Regions from separate parts of the Sus scrofa genome. Here regions 1, 2, 4 and 5 are each linked to region 3. The links are chromatin contacts, called in public targeted proximity ligation maps. All regions are on one chromosome and are shown on one strand. The core of a region is the stretch at or near the end of the contact, and the rest is flanking DNA. Distances in the headings are between cores, read along the strand shown.

The links.
Region 1: a contact with region 3 is called in a targeted proximity ligation map of alveolar macrophages. A contact is called at or near these places in 1 of 47 Hi-C or Micro-C datasets (adipose tissue) and 2 of 2 datasets of targeted methods (alveolar macrophages and skeletal muscle).
Region 2: a targeted proximity ligation map of alveolar macrophages shows a contact between it and region 3. A contact is called at or near these places in 2 of 2 datasets of targeted methods (alveolar macrophages and skeletal muscle).
Region 4: a targeted proximity ligation map of alveolar macrophages shows a contact between it and region 3. A contact is called at or near these places in 1 of 47 Hi-C or Micro-C datasets (omental adipose tissue) and 1 of 2 datasets of targeted methods (alveolar macrophages).
Region 5: a targeted proximity ligation map of alveolar macrophages shows a contact between it and region 3. A contact is called at or near these places in 2 of 2 datasets of targeted methods (alveolar macrophages and skeletal muscle).

What each region holds. Positions count from the first base shown.
Region 1 is chr4:14,275,881-14,279,203 of Sscrofa11.1, forward strand. No RefSeq gene overlaps it. Among named protein-coding and RNA genes, the nearest start is that of TRIB1, 21 kb to the right of the region's middle.
Region 2 is chr4:14,243,649-14,246,628 of Sscrofa11.1, forward strand. No RefSeq gene overlaps it. Among named protein-coding and RNA genes, the nearest start is that of TRIB1, 53 kb to the right of the region's middle.
Region 3 is chr4:14,572,801-14,575,785 of Sscrofa11.1, forward strand. All of the region lies in intron 2 of NSMCE2 (E3 SUMO-protein ligase NSE2), which reads right to left. Among named protein-coding and RNA genes, the nearest start is that of WASHC5, 24 kb to the right of the region's middle.
Region 4 is chr4:14,311,090-14,314,031 of Sscrofa11.1, forward strand. No RefSeq gene overlaps it. Among named protein-coding and RNA genes, the nearest start is that of TRIB1, 14 kb to the left of the region's middle.
Region 5 is chr4:14,188,848-14,192,036 of Sscrofa11.1, forward strand. No RefSeq gene overlaps it. Among named protein-coding and RNA genes, the nearest start is that of TRIB1, 110 kb to the right of the region's middle.

The sequences.
Region 1 (3,323 bases), core at 786-3,285, 300 kb before region 3:
TCCAGAGCCTGGGTTTAATGCCTGCTCTGTCATCTACCAGCTATCTGACCACAGGCAAGTTATTTAACCTTTCTGCCCCTCTGTGAACTAAAGATGATAATACCTCCTAGGACTGGTGTAAGGATTGAATGAGTTCACATTTGCAAAGCATGACAGCGCTTAGCACCGAATAATGCTGGGGGTGCTCTTATTATTCCCAGCACTGTTCTCCCTCCAGGATGCCTCCCAGCCCCATATCTGCAGAGTCCAGGCCTCTGTCCTTCAAGACGCCTCTGACACGCCCGGCCCCTTCACAAATGCTACTCAGACCCCGGGGGAAGCCAGGGCAGGGTCACAGTAGCTCACTATCAGTGTTATTTTTCTTTGCCCTTCACCAGACATCAAGGGCCTGCAGTTAGTCACCAAGGCTTGTTCCCCTCTGTGAACCCCGCAGGCCCCAGCAGAGTTTTTGGTACGTGGGGGAAAAAGATGATGAGCCAAAGTACACAGGCCCTGTGATCTGACAGTCTCGAGTTCACACCCTGGCTCTGACGCTAGCTGTGCACACTTGGGTAAGTTACGTAACCTCTCTGAGCCCCAGTTTTCATGTTAAGAATGAGGATGACCATCCCAATCTTGCAGAGGGAATAAATCTGATAATGTCTAGAGCTGCCTGACAGTGTCTGCCACAGAGCAGGCCTCCAGAAGGTTAGTTTCCTTGTCACCTTTAATCATGTGAATGCGCATCTCCCATGGTTTGAGTGTAAGCACCGAGAGGGCAGGGATCATGCAAAGGTCCTATAAATGGGAGACTTTGTGAGCGAGTAGTAGATGCTCCCCAAATACTTGAGAGTCAAACATCTGGGTGGTCCTTAGAGGGGGCAGCATAGGGCGGGGGTAGGGGCTTGTGGGGGTGGCACAGCTGGAACGAATCTTTATTTGATGCTAACTTTCCTCTGGGCAAAGCCTCTGTACCACACCTCCTTCCTTTTTTTTTTTTTTTTTTTTTTTTTTTTTGTCTTTTTGGGGCTGCACCCATGGCATATGGAAGTTCTCAGGCTAGGGGTCAAACTGGAGCTGCAGCTGCCAGCCTACACCACAGCCACAGCCATGCAGGACCCAAGCTGCATCTTCGACCTACACACAGCACACGGCAATGCTGGATCCTTAACCCACTGAGCAAGGCCAGGAATTGAATCTGCATCCTCATGGATACTGGTCAGATTCAGTACCCCTGAGCCACAACAGGAACTCCTTTTTTTTAATAGATAATTTTAATAAGTCAATATCCATTTTGGAAATTGAGCCAATAATCAAAACTTTCCACAAAAGACATCAGCAGGTAGATGGTTTAACTAGCGAATTACACTAAACATTAGAGGAAAAGAGGATACAGATTTTCCATAATCTATTCCAGAGAATAAACGCAGGAGAACACTTCCTAATTCCTTATATGAGGCTCGTGTTACCCTAATATTAATTAGATCACGTTGCCTGATGGTGCTGCTCAGGTCTATATCCTTACGACTTTTCTTTCTTTTTAGGGCCCCACCTGGGGCGTATGGAAGTTTCCAGGCAGGGGTGGAATTGGAGCTGCAGCCACCGCCCTACACCACAGCTCACAGCAACACCAGATCCTTAACCTACTGAGCGAGGCCAGGGATCGAACCCACATCCTCAAAGACACTATGTCGGGTTCTTAACCCGCTGAGCCACACCAGGAACTCCTCCTTACAATTTTCTGCCTGCTTGTTTTATCAGTTCGTGGCAAAGGGATATTAATGTCTCCCATGGTATTGGTCAATTTGTCCATTTCTCTTAAACGTCTTAAATGTTTTCCTCGCCTCCTTCATAAAGGAGAATAAGTGATGCGACACCCAGGGCCTTCCTGTCCCACCTTCTGTCCCATGGTCACCTTCAGAGTCTGTGAGACACTGAGGCTCCAGAGACCCGCGAGACCGAACAGAAGCTCCCTTCTGGCCTCAGGAGGGAAAGGGGAAGCCGTCCGGTCCAGGTTCCAGCTCTATTTGACTTGCTCGGCCTGGCCATCCCCGCAGGCTGCATTCCGAGGCCCTGCGCCAGGCTGGTGTGTAACAGGCTCCAGCCACCCTCTTGTTACCTAATGCTTTCCTAATCTGCAGTTTACGCAAGACGCGTACAAATCTCTGAGAAACACCAAGAGAAATACCCGAGCAGGCACCTCCCGGGCCGGCCTGTACCCTGCCTGGGGGCTGGCGGTTTCGCCTGGAGATGCTTGCTGTTGGTTACCCCGTGGGTGACTTGGTGCATGACATGGAGCCCCGCTTCTCACACGAGGCTCCCAGCAATCTTACCTTCACCCCTTCTCTTCCATCGCTCACCTTGGACTAAAAAAATCTACACCAAGTAGTGGGCAAATGCTTACCTCTTTCAGTAAAGCAGATCTTTCAACCAATGTTGCTGGAATGATAAGCCAATCCATATCAAAAAACAAAACAAAACAAAACAAAAAAACCAAAGCCTTGACCCTTAGTTCATATCATACATAAAAGTCAACTCAAAATCTTAAGATGGATCATTGACCTGCATGTAAAGCCCACAACAATAACACTTGTCCAAGAAAATAAATGTGGGATAAAATCTTTGTAACACTGTAAACTTTTCTTAGAAAGTGCATGAACCATAAAAGAAAAAAGGGGATAAACTGAGCTTAAAAAAAGGTAAAACTTCACCTCCTCAAAAAGCAGTCTTTAAGAACATGAAAAGACAAGTTGTATCCAGGGAGGATCAACGTATTTGCAAAACATGTATTGGATAAAGAACGTGCATCTGGAATATGAAAAGAATTCCCATATCTCAGTAAGAAAATCGACATCCCAACGGGAAAAATAGGCAAAACACCTGATCAGATACTTCATCAAAGAAGAGAGGCAGATGACAAAGTGTCAGAAAAGATGCTCACTAGGCATCAGGGAAGTGGAATTTAGAACCACAATGAGGTACCACTGCACATCTACTAGGATGACTAAGGTATTAATTAATTGACTAACTATGAATTCTTAATGAAGATGCGGAGCAACTGGTACACTCATACATCGCTGATGGGGATGCAAGATACAGTCGCCTCTCTGGAAAACAAGGCAGTGATTTCTTATCAAGTTAAACACACAATCCAGCAATCCCACGTCTAGGTATGCACCCGAGAAAAAAAATACATATCTTCACACAGACATGTTCGCAAATGTTCACGGCAGCTTTATGGGAACTTTTGCAGTAACAGAAATATTTGAAATCTTGATTATGGTGGAATTTACATAGGTAGATGCATTTGCCAAATTTTATTTACCTGTAAACTAGACAAAGAT
Region 2 (2,980 bases), core at 98-2,597, 330 kb before region 3:
AGGGAAAAGTTTTGCTTTAGACATGATAAGACTTGGGAGTGAGGGGTTCCCGTGTGGCTCAACAGTAACAAACCCAACTAGTATCCATGACCATGTGGGTTTGATCCCTGGCCTCGCTCAGTGAGTTAAGGATCCAGCTTTGCCATGAGCTGTGGTGTAGGTCGCAGATGCGGCTCAGACCTTGTATGGCTGTGGCTGTGGTGTAGGCTGGCGGCTAGAGCTCCAATTCGACCCCTAGCCTGGGAATTTCCATATGCTGCGATTGCAGCACTAAAAAGCCAAAAAAAAAAAAAAAAAAAAAAAAGAAAGAAAGGAAAAAAAAAGGCTTGGGAGTGAGCAAGGCAATAAGGAGATGAGGGTGAGGGGAGAAGACAGGGATCAGAAATTGGAGAAAGGGAGGCAGAACCCAAAGAGGCTGGAGAGGTAGACCCAGAGGTGCCTGGACCTCTTGATGGCAGGGGTCAGACTTTGCTTAACCACAGCCAGGGGTTGGAAATACTTCTTACACAGTGACCCAGCATCCACGTGTAGAGAGTGACCTATGTACACACACACACACACACACACACACACACATGCATGCACACAAGCAGAAAAAAATGGAGGAGATGGATTGGGGTTTGGAGGTGACTAAAGGAATTTCATCTGGATCTGATGGGATGGGATGGGATGTTCCCCAGTGACATCTGGGTTTCACGCACAAGAACGCACAGAACACCTTCAGAACCGCGTACGCTCCCTAAACCTCCAAGGCAGGGGCAGGGGCGGGGTCTCTGTCCTTGCCTTTGTAACTGTGGGTCATGCATCTGTATCTGGGGGCTGGGGGACCTCTTTCTGTATGTCTGTTTTTCCATGCCTGCATATCTGTGTGTATCCCATTTTCTGACTCAATTTATCATTTCTCTGGGACACACTGTCCTAGAATCTTATACCAGATGTTAACATCTCTGAGCCTCAATTTTCCCAGCTGTGAAGTGGGTGTAATAATGCCTACCCCTTGGAGCGGTTGTGAGGATTATTTGAGAGAGCAGATGAAAGTACTGCTAAATCATAGCAGCTATTCAGATGAGGGGGTGGGCAGTAGTGATGGTGGTAGTAGTAACAGATTCTAGCCAAGAGGAAAAGGATAGAAAGGATGAAGGATTTAATCAATTGACCTGTAAGACCAGCCTGGAGGGTAGGCAGGGATGTGGCCACCTGGTCACCATGGTTTGGGGCTGGAAAGTGACCACACACCCCAACCCCACCCCAACCCCATCCCAACCCCATAGATTCACCACCCAAACCAACCCTTACAAAAGCCTGAGGCATCACGTTCTTGCTCAGCAACTGACTTATGAGCCAGACCACATCATCCTCCCCATCCATAAGGCAGCCAATCCTCCAGCCTCCTCTGATCCAGGGGCTGTCTCCCTCCAGGGTGGCGTGAAGCTTTCTTCCCCAGGGCACCCATCCTTAAAGGACCATTCCACATCCGAGTGCAATTTCCCAACGCTCCTTTTTCTCTGTTCTTTTCCAGGGACCCAGTGCCCCAAGCGTTCCAAAAATAAGAGAATATCCCCAAATTTGGCCTGGGGCGGGGGGATCGGCCCCTTCCTGAGACCATCACCCAGGGCCATCCCTGTTGCAACGGTGGTCTCGTAACAATCGCTTACAAACCCGGTTAGGCAAGTTGCTTTTGCGTGATGGGCTATCTTGAGTAAATAGCATCCTATGTCCCCTGCCGGTCACTTGCTCAAGACATTGCTGGACATTGCATTAGAGTCACTGACACACAGAGTTTTGAAAATGAAAACAGGCCCTCTGGCTTCTGATCAGATAGCATTTAACTCATTCGTGATTGCGCCAGGGTTTCCCAAGGCTCTGGGGCCACAGAACGGCTCTTGCTACAGTGCAGACAGAGGCTGGTGGGGACAGTTGGAGCCTCGGGCCACCCAACGATGAAGCTTCTAAGAGTGAACAGGCCAGCTGGGGTCTGCATCACCTTGGCCCCAGTAGCCCCCATGTGGTCCTCTGGGGCCGTTTAGCCTGTTGAGCTAATCCAGGTTCGACCCCCACGGGGTTGGGGGAGTAGATGTGGTTCCAGTCTCTTAATTTGATCCCTTATTCTGGGGGCCTTTCCTGATGATAGAGATCCTGAACTGACAGGGGTAGATAAGATACATTTCAGGCATCTATCGCTATGCGACACATCAGCCCAAAACCATGATTTAGAGCAGTGATGGAGATCCCGCGGTGGCTCGGCAGGTTAAGAACACAACAGGTATCCATGAGGATGTGGGTTGTTTGTTTGTTTGTTTGTTTTTTAATGAGGACTTTCTTTCCTTATTTCTTTTTGTCTTTTGTCTTTTTAGGGCCACACCTGTGGCATATGGAGGTTCCCAGGCTAGAGGTCTAATCAGAGCTATAGCCACCGGCCTTCACCACAGCCCCAGCAACACAGGATCCGAGCCATGTCTGTGACCTATACCACAGCTCACGGCAACACCGGATCCTTAACCCAGGATGTGGGTTTGATCCCTGGCCTCGCTCAGCCGGTTAAGGATCAGCAGCATACGTGGCAGATGCAGCTCGGATCTGGCGTGGCTGTGGCTGTGGTGTAAACTGGCAGCTGCAGCTCCGATGCAACCCCTAGCCTGGGAACTTTCATATGCTGCAGGTGCTTTCCTAAAAAGACTGAAAAATTTAAAAGATAATAATAATAAAGCCATGACTGAACTTCTCACACTTCTGCTGGTCAGCTAGACAATTCCTCTGCTGGTTTTGTCTGGGTCTGTTGGATGGTCACTGGGAGTAGAAGCTCCAAGATGGCCTCAGTCATGAGTCTGGAAGGTGGTACTGGCCTTCTCCTCCATGAGGGCCTCCCATCCTGCAATCAGCAAACCGGCTGCCTTACATGGGGGGTCTCAGGGCAGCATCCCAGGGAGTGAAGCGTCTTGGAGGCCTGGGCTTCAGAACTCACAGGCCCTCACATCCATCA
Region 3 (2,985 bases), core at 476-2,975:
TGTGGGATACAAGATCAACATATAAAAATCAACTGTGTATTTAAACATTTGCAATGAATAGCACCAAAAAGAATAAATTGTTTTAGAATAAAGTAACAAAAAATGTAAAACTAATAATCTGAAAACATTGAAAAAAGTACAGAAGATATAAATAGATGCTAAAAAAAAATCCTATGGTCCTATGGAAAACAATATTGTTGAGATGATAATGTTTCCCAAATTGAACTATAAGCTTCATGCAATCCCATCAGAACCCAGCTGGCTTCTCTGTAGAAAGTGATAGGCTGATCCTAAAATTTATACAGAATTACAAGAGACCCCCCCCCAAAAAAACTCAAAACAATTTTGAAAAAAAGGAGTAAAGTTGGAGGACTACACTTTTCAACTTCAAAACTTCCTGCAAAGCAGCAGCTACAAGACAATGTGCTGATGGCAGAAGGATAGGCATACAGAATTCTATCAATGGAATAGAATTAATTGAGAGTCCAAAAATAAACTTGTATGTCAATGGTCAACTGATTTTCAACAATGAGGTACCAAGACTATTAATGAGGGAAGAATGATGCTGGGACAACTGGACAGCCACATACAAAAGAATGAAACTGGACCATTAGTCAAGCCATCTACAAAAATTAATTCAAAAATGGATCTAAATATAATAGCTAGAGCTGTGAAACTCCTAGGAAAAAATATAGGAATAAATTTGCATGACCTTAGATTTGACAATAGATTCTTAGGTATGATCAAAAACACATGTAACAAAAGAGAAAATAGATAACCGGACTTCACCAAATAAAAAACTTCTATATTTTAAAGAACACTATCAATAAAGTAAAAAGACAACTCACAGAATGGGAAGAAATATAAATCATACATTTGATTTTGGACTTGCATCCAGAATATATAAAGAACTCTTACAACTCAAAAATAGAGACAGAAATAACTCAATTTGAAAATGGGCAAAGGATCCAAATAGACATCTCTCCAATACAAATGTCCAAAAAGCACATGAAAATATACTGCACTTCATTAGTCATCAGAAAATGCGAATCAAAACCATGATATCAATTTGTACACAAACGTTCAGAGCAATATTTCTTAATAATATCCAAATAATAATTTATTAATAATAACAACCCAATGTCCAGCAACAATGAATGCATAGATAAGATGTGGTACATTCAAACAATGGAATATGATGTAGTCATAAAAAATAGAGCAATTGACTGGAAGGGGTTAAAAAGAAATCTAGGTTAGTTATCAAAAATAAAACCTAGAGTTCCCACTGTGGCTCCATGGTTAACAAACCCAACCAGTATCCATGAGGACACAGGTTCAATCCCTGGCCTCGCTCAGTGGGTTAAGGATCTGTAGTTGCTGTGAGCTGTGACGTAGGTCGCAGACACGGCTCAGATCCTGCATTGCTCTGGCTGTGGTGTAGGCCTGTAGCTGTAGCTCCGATTGGACCCCTAGCCTGGGAACCTCCATATGCTGTGGGTGTGGCCCTAAAAAGACAAAAAAAAAGTAAAACCCCATCAAGGGATATAATGAAACATTAATGAAATCATTTTAAATCAATCATTATGGCAGATAGTGCTAGAATGCAGGGGAAGGGGAGATTCAAATGTCAACAAAGCTTCCTCTCAACTTCAGTCTAGGCATCAGTGCAGGCTCTTAAAGCCCTTCAAAGAAGTTCACACAAAGAATGCCTCTTGCACTTGGTCACATGCAAAACTGAAGCAAGAAGCACATCTATTTGGTGCTTCCCCAAGGGCCTTCTCCAAACTGGGTTCATAACTCCCACCCACAGGGAGAAAGCCAGGGCCTGAAGCAGCACCAAGAGACAAGCAAATTAGCATTTCCAAGGTCAACTGCTGACAGGCCTAATTGTTTACAGCAACTAGAGTGTTCTGGCTGCTTAAGAGGCTTACTCCCTCTAGCTTGCTCAAGACCAAAAGAAACTAAATTACCACATCAGCTACAAAATATGAAAGTAGTGTAGGTGTGGAGTCAAATCAGCATGTGACATTTCAAACAGAAGCAAATATTAATAGGATCTGCAGAAGTAAGTTTAAGCTGGTTAAACAATTTGGGGAAAAACCTAAAATACCAATCACGCCAGTGGTAGAGGGCGACTAATACAAAGAGAAAAAAGAGAAAGGAAAAAACAGAAATCGGTAAATAGTATTATCTTGTTTTACTAACTGGTTCAATGTGAATATCACCAAAACCTCTAAAAAGCTACAAAACTGATTGATTTAACTACCCTTAAAATTTCTTGATAGAGTCACTGAAAAGTGAAATACCCTCTCTACTTGCTATTACAGTTGCCATTTGCCACATGCAGTGGCAATTAGGCATTTGAAATTTGGCTAGTCTGGATTGAGATCCATCATAAGATTTTGAACTTGGAACCTGGCACAAAAAAAAGAATGTAAATGTAAAAATAACTCAATTTTAATACTGATTACATACTGAAATAATATTCTAGGCACATTAGATTAGATAAAACATTACTGAAATTAATTCCTACTCTTCTTGCCTTTTGTAATGAGGACGGTGGAATATTTTAAGTTACATACGCGGCTCACATTATATTTTTATTGGACAGTGCTGCTACATATAAATATAACTTTCCACTTATATAGAACACACAATTTCAGTTATAAAGCACAGAAAGAAGAGGGATAAATAAGTCTGGATAATAAAATAATTTTCTCTAGAATAATCAAATTGGTTTCATCTGTTAATCACCAATCAAATAAAAGCATGTTTCTGCTTACTGAAAGACAAACTTCAATGTCTTTTAAAAAGCCTTGATGTTTCAAAAATGATCCTAAGTCTGTTCTACCTCTGCCATGAATTGTACTCTTTGCCTAGAATTAAACTAGTCTTAATTGTTTTCAATGATCATACGTATAATACAAAATGCTAGTTTAATTTTAAAATCTGATCGAGCGACACCATTTCAGTTCTTTCTGTAGC
Region 4 (2,942 bases), core at 167-2,666, 260 kb before region 3:
AGGACTGTGGACTCTTTGGGGTAAGATGGAGCAGCCCAGCCCATCCATGCCCCCCGCCCACTCCCCAGTCTGGTGTTGGCATCCTAATCCTCTTCATTTCCCCCCAGAGGACCAGCCCTTTCCTGGGGGTGTCTGGGCTAGATCCAAGGTCCAGCTGGTCCTGCCACAGGCACTGTCTGGATGGTGGGAAAGAAAATACCTATCCTTCTCTTTCCTTCCCCGCCCCCCCACCCTGTGCCCAACCTCCAGTTGGCTGAGCCAGCACCTGGGCGGGGAAGAGGGTAGAATGGCGCTATTCAGAGAGTTTTCCTGATGCAATAACTGATTGCAAAACGCTTGCATCCCTGAGCATTTTATGGAGGGTGGTAATTTTGAGCAGAAGCAGGAAACCCCAAACTCAGCCAGCTGCCAGAACAAGGCACTGCAGGTCAAATGCTAGTCCAGAAATACAGTTACCCCAAGGCTGGGGCATTAGAAAAAAACAACCAGAACACCACCAACAACCCTAGAGTTGATCCAACTCTTCCACACCCCTAATGGCATTTGATCAACTAAGTCTGCTCAGATGGGAGGGGGCAAAGCCAAGGCTCCATTTACAGCCCAAGGTCAGCAGATGAGGAAAGGGGAGAAGGCTGAAATCTGACCCCCAGCTCCAGGTCTAGAGCTCCCTGGTGACTGATGATGCTGAGGAGAGTTCCGAGGCAGGCAGAGGAGTACAGGAACCTGTAGCCAAATCTTGCCTCTGCATCATCAGCCTGGTCCCTTAACCTCTCTGAGCCTTACTTTCCTCCTCTGCGGGTGTGAGAGGGTTGTGGTTAAGGGTTTGAGCTCTGGAGTCATAAGGCCTGGACTTTAATCCTGGCTACACTCATAGCCTGCACGACCTTGGACAAGTCACATAACCTCTCTGTGTTCGTTTCCTTGCCAGTCAAGTGAGGTTTTTCTTTCTTTTTTTTTTTAGGGCCGCACCTGCTGCATATGGAAATTCCCAGGCTAGGGGTCGAATCAGAGCTGTAGCTGCCAGTCCACACCACAGCCACAGTCAAGTCAGATCTGAGCTGCTTCTTCAACCGACACCACAGCTCATGACAACACATCAAAATTGCCTCCTCATGGATACTAGTCGGGTTTGTTACCGCTGAGCCACGACAGGAACTCCAAATGAGCATTTTTAAACCCACCTACAGGCCTGCTGTGAGGATTTGCTTAGCTAATGCCAGTAAGGCTCTTAGCACAGGCCTGGGTTATAGCAAGCAGTCAATAACTGTTAACTATTATTGTTATCTGCAAAATGAAGAAGAGAGCTTTTGGAGATGAAAGGAAACAGCACATTCCATGTCCGTGTGTGTGTGTGTGTGTGTGTGTGTGTGTGTGTGTGTGTGTGTGTGGTGTTTTGGGAAGGAAGTGCAGGGGGGTTCCCCACAGATGGAATTGGAACCTTCTAGAAAGGAGGAAGAAGCAGAAGATGGGAATCTGCGCGGGCCCTGGGTCTGCTTTGGGATATTTCCTCTTGAAACAGCTATCTGGTCTTCACCTGTGTGCTCCCTCGACTCTTGCCTGTGTCCAGAGCTGCCCTTGTCCAGCCACTCCACATTCCCAGCATCAATTCCCTTGGAAGAACCATCTCAAGCTGAAAATCTTCCTGGCCAGAGTAGCGAAAGAGTCAAAATGTAAATACACATGGGCCTCAGAGTTTCATAACTGCCCTGAGTCATTTCTTTTCACAGAATACACAGCCATGGGACAAGTGTTCTGAGTCTTATCAGTGAGGCTCAACCCAAGTGCCTTCCAGACATTTCTCATCCAGGTCCTTTCCAAGCTTTCTCCACTGAAAAGATTCTCCGGCTGTTTATGCTAATGGCAGGTCAAGGTTCCAAAGAGGAAAACAGGACCCAGGCCTCAAATTTCTGCCATCAAACATCATTTCTGTCTTCCTAATTCTTGGCTATTCCTGACCATTTCTCAGCTGCCTCAGAGGTCTGGCAACTTGCCATGTATTAGTTAGATGTTCTTTAGTTTGCAAGTAGCTGGAATTATAGTATTACATAAATAGAGTTTTGGTTGTTTTTTTTTTTTCTCACATGAAAGAAATTCAAAACTGAACAAGGACTGTTGTCATTTTGGCAGCAGTGATGTCAAAGCCATACCTACTATGAGTTTCTTGCAACCTCAAGTTGCAAGATGGCTGCTGAAGCACCAGATGTCGCATCTACTCTCAAGATTGAAAAAGGAGAGAAGGGCACAAAATAGTGGTACCACTAGTGTCAAATATTCCAGTATCAGGTATTTATTGTTGCATAAAATACCACTATAAAACTTAGTGGCTCAAAACAACAATCATTTATTAACTTATGATTCTGAGGGTCAGAGTTTGGGCTGGGATCAGCCAGCAGTTCACCTGGGCTGCTGGGCTCATTCATGTGACAGCAGTCAGTTGCTGGCTCAGTGGGGCTATATCACCTGAGAGAGCCTAATTCACATAGCTGGAATTTGATGCTGGCTACTGGAGATGTGGTGACAGAAGCAGAGGTCAGAGTGATGCCATTGCTGGAAGGGGACCACAACCCAAGGAATGTGGGTGTCCTCTATAAGCTGGAAAATGCAAGGGATGGATTCTTCCTTGAAACTTCCAGAAAGAATAAATTGTGCCAACACCTTGATTTTACCCCAGTAAGATCCATTTTCAACTTTGGATATCCAGAACTGTAAGATAATAAATTTGTATGAAGTCACTTACATTTGCAATAAATTATTACAGCAGCAATAAGAAACTATCTCCAGAGTTTCCCTTGTGGCTGAGTAGGTTAAGAACCCAACATATCGTCCATGAGGATGCGGGATCCTTAACTCGGTGGGTTAAGGATCTGGTGTTGCCACAAGCTGCAGCATAGGTGGAAGATGTGGCTTGGATCTGGTGTTGCTGTGACTGTGGCATAGGCCCG
Region 5 (3,189 bases), core at 149-2,648, 380 kb before region 3:
ACGGATGCTGAACTTCCAGCACTAAAGCCAGGAGAGTCCCAGGCAAACCAGGACAGTTGGACAGAGGTTACAAACCAGCAGGCCTCTGGCCATGTCCAGCCCATTCTATTTAGACCATACATAATTATTACGAAATGAAATAAAATTGAACCAACTTTTTTTTTTTTTTTTTTGGCTTTTTAGGGCTGAACCTGCAACACATGGAAATTTCAGCTAGGGATCGAATCAGAGATGCAGCTGCTAACCCACAGCCACAGTAATGCCAGATTCAATCCATATCTGCAACCTACACCACAGCTCACAGCAACACCAAATCCTTAACCCATAGAGTGAGGCCAGGAATCGAACGTGCCTCATGGTTACCAGCCAGGTTCATTACCGCTGAGCCACAACGGGAACTCCTGAGCCAACATTTAAAAATTAGAGATTTATTTAAACATTAAGAGATTTATTTTGGGGAGGTTGGGGTATGGATTTGGGCAGAGTGACAATAGCTGCCGGGCTCTGTCACCCCAGCAACAGCCCACCTCCGCCCTCTGCACTTCCCTCCCAAACACACACACACACACCAGGTGTCACATGTCCTGACCCCCGCCTGTTGGGCCCATTTCTATGCCTGACTGTTGTGTTTATTTACAGGACAGTGAGACCTGGTGTCACAGAATCACCCTGATGCGTTAGAGCACAGCTCCAGAACCTCTGAATTATTGGGGTGCTTTGAAGCTGCCTGGGACACACCTCAGCCCAATAGAATCAAACTTCCATGTGCACGTGAATTGGCAGGAGAGGAGGCAGGTTCTGGTTCAGTGGGTCAGGGTGGCGCCTGAGATTCTGCATTTCTAACAAGCTCCAAGGTGATGTTGATGCTGCATTTCCAGGGACCACACACTGAGGGGCAAGGGGCCAGAAGACAGCGCCTCATTCCTGTGTGAGCCAACTGAGCTGGCTCGTCTGGACTCGGTCTCCTTGGAGACTCAGCAGCAAGGTCTCCAGACCAGAGACTGGCAGCAAGCAGCCCCAGGTCACACAGAGCAGCCAGAACACACAGATCTTTGCTGTTGTCCCCTGTCTGCGCTGCCTCCCGGCTGCACCCACCCGCCCAAATCACAGCACCTCCTAGCTCACTTTGTGGGGCGAGGCTAAGGTGAAATTCACCAAGGAGACGTCAGCTCCAGGAGAATCTGCCTTTGAATGGGGGGGTGAGGGGGTGGCAGTCCTAGGTGGAAAGGGGTCCCAGTGCAGGTGAAGTGTGCAGCATGCATGCAACAGAGAGCGCAGAGGCTGATGAAGGGAGGGATGTAAGCTCGGGGCACAGAGCTGTCCCCTCCCCTGGCCCTGATGAGGACACCCCATGGTGCCTGAGTCAGACAGAGGGCCTGTGAGCTCAGCCCAGGGCTGCTGAGCTGGGAGGGTGAGTCAGAGGGCGTGTAGTGAAGTGAGCGTCTCCCTGGCCAAATATGGGGCTGTGTTCTGCACCGTCTTGCCACCGTTCAGGCTGCCAGAGGCCGAGGGCTGCGTCTGCTCCCTGGGACAGCAGGTCCCTGATGAAGAGGGGAACGACGGCACACTCGCTGACCACCCCACCCCCGAACCTGGCTGGGTGCGGATGGGTGAGCCGGTGGCGGGGGGGGGAGGGCACTTAGCTTTGCCCTCTCCGAACACCTTGGCACCTTGCCCCTGCACATCAGCTCACCCACACCATTATATAAAGCATGAAACAGAGAAGTAAGAATAACATATTTTGAAACAGTATTTTTGTCCTAACAGGGTCCTGGCCTGCTGTCATATGCCCACAGGACTATAGGCTGGGGTGGGAGTAGGAAAGAGACCACATCTTGTGTTTCCTCATATGACACTGCACCTCCTCGCCAACCCCATGCCACACGCAAAGCCTGGAACAAGGCAAACATGATTAACTATTTGTTAAATAAATTACCATGTGTATTGTGTGGGTGCATGTGTGTACGTGTATGTGAGTTTCTCTGCCACTAGAATTTTTTTTTTTTTTTTTTTTTTTTGTCTTTTTAGGGCTGCACCTGAGGCATATGGAGCGTCCCAGGCTAGGGGTCAAATCGGAGCTGTAGCCGCTGGGTTACAGCACAGCCACAGCAACACCAGATCTGAGCTGCATCTGCAACCTACACCACAGCTCACAGCAATGCCAGATCCTTAACCCACTGAGCGAGGCCAAGTGTGTCCTCATAGATGCTAGTCAGATTCATTTCTGCTGAGCCATGATGCGAATTCCTGCCACTAAACTTTTAATTCCTTGAGTAAATAACTGACATAGCGTGCCCTAGGTTCTGGGCACTGTTTTGAAAATCTTCTCATGTTAGCTCATTTAAGAAAAGGATTAACTCGTTTAATCCTCACAACAAGTCTAAGAAGAAAGCACTGTGATTATGCTCATGTTACAGATGAGGAGCCTAAACACCAGAGAGGCTAGGTAACTCGCCCTAGTTGCAGAATCGGGATGCTAACCTCAAGAGAGTGGACTCTGATTCTGTGCTTTTTTTTTTTTTTTTTTTTTTTTTTTTTTTTTGTCTTTTTGCCTTTTCTGGGGCTGCTCCTGAGGCATATGGAGTTTCCCAGGCTAGGGGTCGAATTGGAGCTGAAGCCACCGGCCTACGCCAGAGCCACAGCAACGTGGGATCCGAGCCGCATCTGCAACCTACACCACAGCTTGTGGCAGCACCAGATCCTTAACCCACTGAGCAAGGCCAGGGATCGAACCTGCAACCTCATGGTTCCAAGTCGGGTTCGTTAACCACTGAGCCACAAGGGGAACTCCCTGATTCTGTGCTCTTAATTCTATTTGATTCATTTCTGTATCTCTGGTGGACAGCACAATGCCTGGCATGGGTATGCAGTGATACGTGTATGCTGACTAGATGAATGGCATAATTAATTTGTTCATTACTGTGTTTGTGTATGTGCATTTGTGTCTCCCACGAGGCACTGCATTTCTTGAAGAAAATATTAGTCTTGTCAATGCCTCCCCGTGCATTCCATAAATGGTAGAAGGGCAAATACATTAAAGCATGAACGTTCCCCAAGACCTACCTGTCCGAGGTGAGATCTAGGGTGTTTAGGTAGCTGACTGAGGTTTTCAGGTTTATGAAGCTGCCCAGGAGGAGACAGCCAGGGCCAAGAGTCAGAGCCAGCTCCATGGCCGGGTGGCTTGTAGAG